Regions from separate parts of the Sus scrofa genome. Here region 1 is linked to region 2. The links are chromatin contacts, called in public promoter capture Hi-C maps. All regions are on one chromosome and are shown on one strand. The core of a region is the stretch at or near the end of the contact, and the rest is flanking DNA. Distances in the headings are between cores, read along the strand shown. Region 1 has its middle 88 kb from the start of MAP3K8. Region 2 holds the start of MTPAP (mitochondrial poly(A) polymerase).

Region 1 (5,266 bases), core at 14-2,513, 110 kb before region 2:
GCTTCCATGCTTTCCAGGGACAGTTCCTCACTCCAGGCAGGAGACCCCAGCCTCCGACCTGGATACCTACAATGGTGAGATTCCTCCATCATCGGGCCAGTTCCCCAGGCTGATACTATGGTGAGGTGCCCCGTTGCTCACTACAGAGGCTTGTTCCAAGTTGATGACCAGAGGAATCTGAGTTGAGCTTCTCAGGCAGGGTGTCCAGCTGCCAGCATCCCTGTAGGACCCCCAAGCTCCCAACCATTAAAAGCCAGTGAACCTCTCACATGGGTTCCTGGTCCAGAGGACCAGGTGTGTCTGTCTTCCTAGACATCTGACCACACTGAGCCTCGCTGCTCCTCCAGCTACAGTCTGGATGGAAGAAGAGTGTTCCAGGTGGTGCCGTGGCTCTGGCATAGGCTAGCGGCTGCAGCTCCGATTGGATCCCTAGCCTGGGAATTTCCATATGCCTTAGGTGCTGCTGGGGTGGGAGTGGGGAGGAATTCCAGGTGGGTGGCCTCACTTCCACAAGCAGGAAGAGGCTGTTAGGATGCCTTTCCACAGAAGAAATGGAGAGGAGGCTGGTGAGTTTTCCAAACATCCATGCTGGTAAAAGCAGGCTTGTTCCAGCCAAAATCATTAAACTTGTGGTCAATTCGATTCTCCAGGCTAGAGGCTGGGACACCCTGCTCCGCTCTGCCTGCCCAGCAGAGCTGGCAACAAATTCAGCGGAGGGCACACTCTCATGAAGCCTTGTAAACTATTGCAACCAGGAGCTCAAGGATGTAATGTATTTTCCCAAAGAGTCCATGAAAGACCCCCTTTCCAACCAAGGAGTCAGAAAATGCAGTTCCAGGAGCATTTCATTCTGAGTTCCAGCTGGAAGAGCAAAAAGGCAACAGCATCACCAGTGAAACTCCTGAGTTGTTTTTTTGTTGTTTTTTTTTTTTTTTTTAATGTTGGAAAAGATGTTGCACCTGAAACTGACCATGTGTTCTCTTTAGTTTGCAGTTTCAAAATGCTAAGAGCTCGAAACTGGAAGTTCCCGTAGCTTTTTTGGTTCAGAACTGAGAATGCCCAGGGGATGAGTAATAACTCTCCACGTTCTGACCTCTCGGACACGAAAGAGCCTGGAGATTGTGAAAAGATAGCACCGGGGAAAGTGTCAGCATTTTGACCACAATCTGGGGAAAAGGCCACGACTCGTCCCAAAGCCACACGACATGAACACGGATGTTAGCTTTGCAGGCAGTGACTCACCGGCTTCTGATGACACAGGCTCTTCTGAAGCAAACACAGTTCTATTTCACCCATCAGGCTGCACCTAGAAGTCAAGGTCACAGTGGCCAGTGTGACACGGGAGAGATGGAGAAATGTCACACTGCCCAGAGTAGACAGAGCATTGCTTTCTGTCCCAGGCTATTTGCTCAGCAGGCAACGGGTACCTTCCGTGACTGATATCATGGGTGGTTAAGTAGCAAGCAAACAAGAACTTTTTTCTGGCTTTTTTAGGATGGCACCTGCGGCTTCTGGAAGTTCCCAGGGTAGGGGTTGAATCAGAGCTGCAGCTGCCAGCCTACGGCACAGCCACAGCAACACAGGATCTGAGCTATATCTGCAACCACAGCTCACAGTAATGCCAGACAGAAGCCAGGGATCGAATTTGCCCCTCTTGGATACTAGTCAAATTCGTTTTTCCGCTACGCCACAAGGGGAACTCCACACTCCATTTAAATGGCTGTAGTGTAACCCAAGGATGGCATGTAGGGTAAACCCACCCCGCAAACACCCCAGAAGCTGAGAATGGAAAGGAAAAGTATATCCCGCCTGTGGTTTGGGCCCAAACCGGTCCTGTGACATGCAGAACTGGATCTTCTTTGTATTCAAAGGAAAAAGAAGGCTTGGAACACTGTGACCATGTTTAATCTGGAGAAGGGAAGGCGTGGGCAGGACAGAAGACTTATTCCACCATTTCAAGGGCAGGAACCAATATGAAGGGAAGTGGAAGCTTCTTGAGTTTTCTAACCATCTGAACTCTCAGACATGGAAGGTACTGCCAGAAGAAAACATTTTTGTTGAAAGTTGTGTTTTAGCAGAACCGGGATACACATCGTGATAATGGCAAAGGCCTCATTAAACGCCAGCTGAAGTCAGAATTGGGAATTCTCCTGCGCTAGGAATGGTCGAAGGCCTTTGAACATATACATAGAATCATCCATCGTTATTCCATGTTACTGAGGAAGAAACTGAGGATCAGAAGGCTAAATAAACTGCCTAAAGTTGTCCAGCTGTTCAGGAGTTCCCGTCGTGGCTCAGTGGTTAATGAATCCAGCTAGGAACCAGGAGGTTATGGGTTCGATCCCTGGCCTTGCTCAGTGAGTTAAGGATCCGGCGTTGCTGTGAGCTGTGGTGTAGGTTGCAGATGCAGCTCGGATCCCGTATTGCTGTGGCTCTGGTGTAGGCCGGCGGCTACAGCTCTGATTCAACCCCTAGCCTGGGAACCTCCATATGCTGTGGGAGCGGCCCAAGAAATGGCAAAAAGACCAAAAAAAAAAAAAAAATTTTTGTCCAGCTGTTAAGCACCTGCATTCAAACATCACATGTTCTCCATCATGCTGCATGAGGCATTGACCTCTACGCCCTTAAGGAGGAAAGGGTATTACTTTTAAATGTTATCAAAATTCTACATTCCAAGAGCCATAAATAGAACTCTCTCCCGTATAAAACCTAATGGGTCACCAAGCCTCTGATGGCACACCAGGGGACCTCTCTGCTGAAAATCCACAGGTTTCATGATTCACAAAAGGAAAGGACATCAAGAACTCTGTCTGAAATTTCTACCAGGAACATCAGAAATTAAACGTCCGTTTTTTTCAGACTATAAACTCAAGGTGACATGATTTTCAAAATTCATGGTTTATTTATTTTTTTATGTTTTTCTTTTTTTATTAAAGCATAATTGATTGACAATGTTTCTTTAGTTTCTGTTGCACGACTCAACAAAAAAACAAACAACCCAACTGAAAAATGAGCAGAAGACCTAAATAGAGATTTTCCAAAGAAGACCTATTGATGACCAGTAAGCACATGAAAAGGTTACTAAGTATTAGAGAAATGCAAATCAAAACTACAATGAGATACCACCTCACGCTGGTTGGAATAGACATCATTAAAAAGTCTACAAATAAAAAATGCTGGAGAGGGTGTAGAGAAAAGGGAACCTTCCTACACTGCTGGTGGGAATGTAAATTGGTACAACCACTATGGAAAACAGTATGGAGATTCCTCAGTAAACTAAATATAAAATTACCATAGTTTATACATTTTTGATGTTGCCATGCATGTTTAATTTTGGATTAAACTAATCTGTCATTCTCAAAGTGTGGTCTAGCGGTTCTTGGGCTTCCTCAAAATCTTTGTAGGGAGTCCTCAAGGTCAAAGCTGTTTTCATGCAAATATGAGCACAATGTTAACCTTTTTCACCATTATTCTCTCACTCATAATGCTTTGTGCTTTAGTTTCCAGAGGTTACACGAGATCTCAGCAAGGTTTTGTACTTTTTAGTGTACAAGGCTTTCACCTCCTTGGTTAAACATTTCTGTGCAAATATTAATTTCTTTTCAATACTATTGAAAGTGGAGTTGTTTTCTTTTTTTTTCTTTTCTTTTTTTAGGGCCACACCTACAGCATATGGAGGTTCCCAGGCTAGGGGTCTAATTGGAGCTGTAGCCCCCAGCCTACACCACAGCCACAGCAATGCCACATCCGAGTCGAGTCTGCGATCTATACCACAGCTCACGGCAACACTGGATCCTTAATCCACTGAGTGAGGCCAGGGATTGAACCTGCATCCTCATGGATACCAGTCAGGTTCTTAACCTACTGAGCCACAGTGGGAACTCTTGGAACTGTTTTATTAATTTCCCTTTGTTGTTTATTGTTAGAATAGAGAAATGACTGATTTGTGAGTGTACATGTTAAAAATAAGATTAAATTCCCTTCTTGCTGGGACACCAGTGCTGCTCCCCCTTTGGTGCAAGGTCATGCTAACTTATGTACTTGCTGGTCTGGGTTTTTTTTTGTTTGTTTATTTGTTTGTTTTATCTTTTGTAGTTTTAGGGCCGCACCCACAGCATATAGAGGTTCTCAGGCCAGGGGTCTTATCAGAGCTACAGCCGCCGGCCTACACCACTGCCACAGCAACACCAGATCCAAGCCATGTCTGCGACCTACACCACAGCTCACAGCAACACCGGATCCTTAACCTGCTGAGCGAGGCCAGGGATCAAACCCAAAGCCTCATGGTTCCTAGTCGCATTCGTTTCCGTAGCACCAAGATGGGAACTCCTGTTCTGCCTTTCTTTCTTTCTTTTTTTTTTTTTTAAACTCGAAGAAATGTAACCCTGACTCAAATTTTTTAATGTTTATCTCTTTCTTATTTCGTATTTTATATTTTTAATTTTTATTAAAGTATAGTTGATTTACAACGTTGCGCCAAATTCTGCTGTACAGCATAGTGAGCCGGCCACACGTATATATACATTTTTTTCTTTTTTTAAAAAAAATTTTATTATAGTTGTTTTACAATGTTCTGTCACTTTCTGCTGTACTGCATTCTTTTTCTCATATTATCTTCCATCATGTTTTATCACGAGAGATTGGATATAGGTGTCCCTATGCTGTACAGCAGGACTGACTTATTTAATGTTCTTTGTTCGGACAAGACATAAATCTGTGCTAGAAACCACACTTCTCTGGGGGGAGTTTCTCAGATTAATCCAAGAAGCAGACTTCAGGGCTAATCTCAAGTTTTACTCAAATAAAATTCTGTTCTCTTCTTCTTGCTAGTTTATTGATTATTTTCATCAATATACACTTTTCAAACAGTCTTGATAATGCAGACTGGGAGTTCCCATCATGGCTCAGCAGAAAAAAATCTGACTTGTATCCATGAGGACACAGGTTCCATCCCTGGCCTCACTCAGTGGGTTAAGAACCCAGCATTGCCGTGAGCTATAGCGTCGATAGAAGATGTGGCTCAGATCCCGCGTTGCTGTGACTGTGGTGTAGGCCAGCAGCTACAGCTCCAATTCCACCCCTAGCCTGGGAACCTCCATATGCTGTGGGCACAGCCCTAATAGACAAAAAAGAAAAGAAAAAGAAAATGCAGACCGACCTCAGCAATACAGGAGGAATGGATGTTATAAAATGCTGGAAAAAACTCTTTGTATTCAGGATGGAAGTCTATGAATTTCGAGCAACCTTTTAGAGAGAATTCAACTGG
Region 2 (5,294 bases), core at 352-2,851:
CCCATGATCACAGGAAAAAAAAAAAAAGCTATGGAAAATAGCTTCATTGATAAGAATGTGCAGAAATTAGAGCTATGGAAAAAAGAGCTATGGAAAATAGCTAATGTTGATAAGAATGTGCAGAAACTAGAAAACACATACACCGTGGTAAGAATGAAAATGATGCAGCTGCATGTGGTTACTCAAAAAGTTAAACATAGAGCTATACTGTGATCCAGCAATTCCACTCCTGGGTGTACCCAAGAGAAATGAAAACATACGTCCACACAAAAGCTTGTACATGAACATTCATAGCAGCATTATTTATCATAACAAAAAGGTGGAAACAACCCAAATGCCCATTAACTGAGGAATGGATAACCAGCCACATGTGGCATATTCATACAATGGAATATTACTTTGCTATAGAAAGGAATGAGGTAACAAGACATGCCATTACACCATATTGTATGATTCCATTTATATGAAATGTCCAGAGAGGCAATTCTATAGAGATGCATAGTAGGTAAGTGGTTATTTAGGGCTGGGGGGGAGGGTGGCGATGAGAGGTGGTAGCTAATGGGCACAGGTTTCATTTGGAGGTGATGAAAATGCTTTAAAATGATTGTGGTTATTGCACATCTTTGTGAATATACTAAAAATCTTGAATAGCACACCTAAAGGGGCAAATTGTGTAATATGAATATATGAATTAAATCTCAATAAAATTGTTCCAAAAAAAGAAAGGGAAGAAAAGAAGGAAGGGAGGAAGAGAAAGAAAGCAAGAAAGAAATAGAGGAACGAAGGAAGAGAAAGAGAGGGAGGGAGGGATGAAAGAAGAGAGAAAGAAAGGAAGAAAGAAAGAAATCTTGTACCAGGAAACCTGGGTTTAACTCCCATCTCTGTCCCTGCCTAGCTGTACAACTTTAGAAATGTCACTTAACCCCTCTGTGCCTTAGCCTACCCATAAGTAAATGGAGATAATAAGAGTCCTACCTCACAGGGCTGTTGCAAGGATTAAAAGAGTCAACACCTGTAAAGCACATAGAACAGTGTTTGGTCAAGAAAAAGTGTTATTCAGTTATACAGCGAATGGATGGTCAACGCCACCTGCTGTAGAGCGCAGAAATCTCTACTCAATATTCTGTGATAACCAATACGGGAAAAGAATCTGAAAAAGAATGTATATGTGTATATGTATAACCCAATCACTTTGCTGTACAGTAGAAATTAACACAACATTGTAAATCAACTATACTTCAATATAATTTTAAAAAAAAGAAAAAAGACAAAAAGAAACAGTGTTATGGTTTATTATATTCTTAGGTTCCCAAGTCAGTGCTCTTTCCTCCTGCCCTTGCTCTCTGGTTCTGTTTTCACGGCTATGTGAAAGAGTAGGTGGTGTGCTCGTTCTCTGGGGGTCTTCTTTTGGAGAACCCGGAGAGCGGAAATAAAACGTGTTGAAAACCTCAGCCATCCCCATTCAAACCGCGTCTCAATTTCTTTTACACGTGAACGTTTTTCTCCTACTTTGACCCTCTAGGCTTCCCATCCTCTGGGCCTCGGCGCACATGCGCAGACGCCCGGCGACCTCCTGGCTCGGAGTCTCCGCCGCTCTGACAATGGCGGCCCGCGGCGTGGGACTGTTGACCCGGTTGTCCCTCGGTGCTCAGAGAAATCAAGTCCAGCGTGCTCTCCGTAGGCTTCTCAGTTGTCCGGGAACGGTGGCCGCAGACCTCAGGAGAGAAGAGCAGTTCTCGGGGAGCGCGGAGACAGGTAAAGGCGCCGGGTCTGTAGTCGCGGTGGGAGAGGGAAGGGGAAGCGGCCGTGGACCCTTTGGGGTTGGGGGAGGCCGCGTCCCGTCCTCGGCAGACCTCCCTCGGGGAACCGAGGGCCGCCGCCGTGGCTCGGACTGGCGGCGGGGTGGGTGTGTGACGGTTCTTTTCCGGAGACTCTTGTGCACAGTGATGACGTTATTGGAACCTGTGAAGTGCGTGCCGGCAGCACGGTTTGCTAGTGTTTGACAATTTGGCAAAGTAACGTTGCGGGTAATGAAAGTGATGCCTCGGCTCAGTCAGTCGCTTCCTTACTCCCAAATGTAACTGGTTTTGATGCTTACAAGGTGCTGATGGAGGCTGAGCGTGGTGAAGCCGTTGATTAATAACGGGGATTCCCGGTCATCCAGTGGAGGGTTCTGCCTCTGAAATTACTGTCGGTTGCTTTATGTTTCTGGCCATTTTGAGCAAAATCAGCTTGGTACCAGGTTTGAATCCACTGGAACAGGTTGTTGTCCCTCAGGCGTTCTAAATTTATATGCAAGTGTATTAAGTCCACCATGCTTGAACCTCTCTTGTGACCCCGGAGCTGCGTATATGTTCTTTACAATTCTTGAACAAATCTAGCAAGAAATGCATCCCTGTCTCCATTTTAGTGATGTGGAAAGAGGCGCAGAGAGCTAAGTGACTTGCAGCCAAGTTAATTTAGAATCCTTTGTTAAACAAAATGTGTTGATGTTTACCATTTCCTGGAGCTATAGTTTTAAGAAACAAAATAATTTCTGGGGACAGTTCTAAGGTAGACTAAACAAGTACAGTATTTCCCCTAAAATAAATGATAAGATTGCTGTCCTCATCGGTCTGTCTGAAAGACTCATATTGACAGAGTGAGAAATATTAGTTAAAACGACAGTTCATTGAAATGCCGATTGTGTTGTATTTAGTAGACGCTGCTTCTGTTAAAAATTCTTAAGTGACTGGAAATTGGAGCAAAACTTCTGCCAAAGAAGCTATTGCATTTTAACATGGTTTACGTTTGAGTTTTTTGTATGGTTTTTGAGATATTGAAACCTCTGAACTAGGCTTGGAAAGAGTAATTATTACTCCGTTTTATAATTGTGGAAACAGACTAACCCAGGTGGCTTGTTTATATTTACTCAGCTATTCAATAGCAAAGGTAAGAATAAAACCTCTGATTCCAAGGCTTCACTTAGTAAAGCTTTGTTGTTTTTCTTAGGAAATGTGCCTCATTTTGTATCATTCGGATAACATAACCCTCTAAAATATTTAGGGACTCATGAGGCATAACTAGTAACAATCCTCATTTGAATGTCTTTTTCATTTTTAAAGAGAAGCTACCTACACCTTATAATTCACTTAGAAGTATATAGTTTTGTAATTAGAAGGAAACTGAAAAATATCCAATTCAGTTTTTTACTCAGTGTGAGAACTCATTGCCACAACTTTGGTAGTTACATTTTCTGGTAACAAGAGACACACTATTGGAATTCCCGCTGTGGCCCAGTGGGTTAAGAATCTGACAGCAGTGGCTCGGGTCACTGCAGAGGTTCAGGTTTGATCCCTGGTCAGGCCTAGTGGGTTAAAGGATCTGGCATTGTCAGAGCTGTGGTGGAGGTTGCAGCTGTGGCTTGGATTCAGTCCCTGGCCCAGGAACTTCCCTATGCTGGGGGTGTGGCCATAAAATAAAATAAAATAAAATAAAATAAAATAAAATAAAATAAAATAAAAAGAAAACAAACACACTTGCGGTTCCTGCTGTGGCGCAATGGGATTGGCAGCATCTTGGGAGCCACTGGGAAGTGGGTTAGGGATCTGGTGCTGCTGCAGCTGTGGCTTAGTCTCCACTGTGGCTCCGATCTAATCCTGGGAACTCCAAAAATGACCGGGGTGGGGGGGAGAGAAAGAAAAGAAACACACTGTTTTATAAATAAGCCCACTTCCATTTTTGGTCAGGCTCTTAATGGCTGAAAAATAGTTATATAATCTACTAATTTCCTATTTCCTTGTTGGTCTTAGTTTTGACATAATTTTCATGTGAGTAGTAGAAAGAACCCTGATGTAAGGACAAGAATAGGTAGTGTATTGTTCAGGACTTTTTGGGTGCAGGTGACAGTAACTCGTACTAGCTTAAGTAGAAAGGGAGGATATACCAACCATGTCACCGTACCCGAGAAGGAGACGTGGCTACTTTAGGGTCTGGATGGATGTGGTCAGAGTGAGTTATTGTTTCCTCAGCTCCTCAGCTATTGTTTGGTGGCCTCCTTATCTCAGATTTTTCTTCTGTGGGGCTTTAAGAGAGAGGTGGGGGGTTGGATGCCATTAGCAGTTCTGTGTTCACAGCTTGCAGCTTTCTGCAAAGGGAAGAAGAAATAATCTTTTGCCTGAACTTGAAAAATTCTGAGAAAGAACTTGTCATCATCACAACCCCACCTTCTGGACCAAGAGGAACTGTTTAAAATGATTGGATAGTCCTGGCTGGTCTATTGGGGGCACACGTGATGGCAGTCCCACCACACCCTGCAAGCAGGGTTGTGCTGGTACCAGAACTAGGGGAAACAGATGCCAGGCAACCAAACAGCTGCCAGGCTCTACAGGAGGCTACCCAGTTTGTTAGACGTTGACTTTGTGCAGCTTTTTCACCAGTAATGACACCTACGGTATCTCAAAAGGCTATTGTGAGATTTGGAAGAGAATGTTTTTGTGAAAACTGCAAAGTGCTGCACCAGTGGAAGGACAGCTCCCAGGTTCTCATTAGTTTTTAACCAGGTTGTAAGTCTCCACTTTTTCTGTCTGTTTCTAGACCTGTTATTACTCCTATCTGACGCTCCCTGGTTCACTAGCATCCTTCGTATCCATTATGCCCAGAACAGGGCATGTACTCCATGTGCGGCCTGACCAGTAAACACTAAAGAAATACTAGTACCCCTTGAGTTTGGATTTCATATCTGTATCCATCCTCCCTCCTTCTCCCCTGAGAAGCTAAGACATTCCTTGATGCATTTTGAGCTTCCATCAAATCAAACTTTTGGGCCTCTTTTATACGCAACAACTACTGCTAACTGAATTTTTCCCCCATTATGTGCTTGTGTCTTCATGTTGTTTTAAATTCTAAATATAGAACAATATTTATTTTTTGTGTTTATGCTTACCAGATTATGTCATTAAGACCATCGCAAATTTGAGTCTGTCTTCAAATATTAGCACTTACTAGTTTTTCCTCCCAATTTTGTGTGGTCTGTACATTTAACAAGCCTTTTGTAAGATAACAAACTCAGGACATTTTGTCCCCTCCTTCGAGACTCTGTCGTGTCCACATCACTCGCACCTAGCACCTACTGATGTTCAAGGCCAGAGCTGTTAATATCGTGGGTCCTGCCTCCCATCTTCCCAAGACATTGCTCCATCTTTCATCACACCTCTCTGTCTCCCTCTAAGATTCAGTCTCTGCTCTTCTCCCATAAGCCAGCTGCAGGGATACACTTGCATAAAAGTGCAGAGACTTTGTATACGTTGTTTGTA

Evidence for each region. Promoter capture Hi-C pulls out the DNA fragments that hold promoters and counts their contacts.
Region 1: a contact with region 2 is called in a promoter capture Hi-C map of liver, with 7 times the contacts expected there. The contact joins the enhancer-like site here to the promoter of MTPAP in region 2. A contact is called at or near these places in 2 of 5 promoter capture datasets (liver and skeletal muscle), 7 of 47 Hi-C or Micro-C datasets (alveolar macrophages, blood, embryonic fibroblasts and 3 more) and 2 of 2 datasets of contacts at active chromatin or transcription factors (alveolar macrophages and skeletal muscle).

Annotation. Positions count from the first base shown.
Region 1 is chr10:40,655,313-40,660,578 of Sscrofa11.1, forward strand. No RefSeq gene overlaps it. Among named protein-coding and RNA genes, the nearest start is that of MAP3K8, 88 kb to the right of the region's middle. Within about 2 kb of position 1,264, at least 26 of the 83 cell types and tissues checked have an H3K27ac peak or open chromatin away from gene starts, as enhancers often do. A contact at or near this core is called in alveolar macrophages, liver, retroperitoneal adipose tissue and 1 more, where this site is marked.
Region 2 is chr10:40,762,816-40,768,109 of Sscrofa11.1, forward strand. MTPAP (mitochondrial poly(A) polymerase) reads left to right here and starts at 1,602. Exons shown (of 11, transcript NM_001317082.1): 1 at 1,602-1,755. The coding sequence starts at 1,602.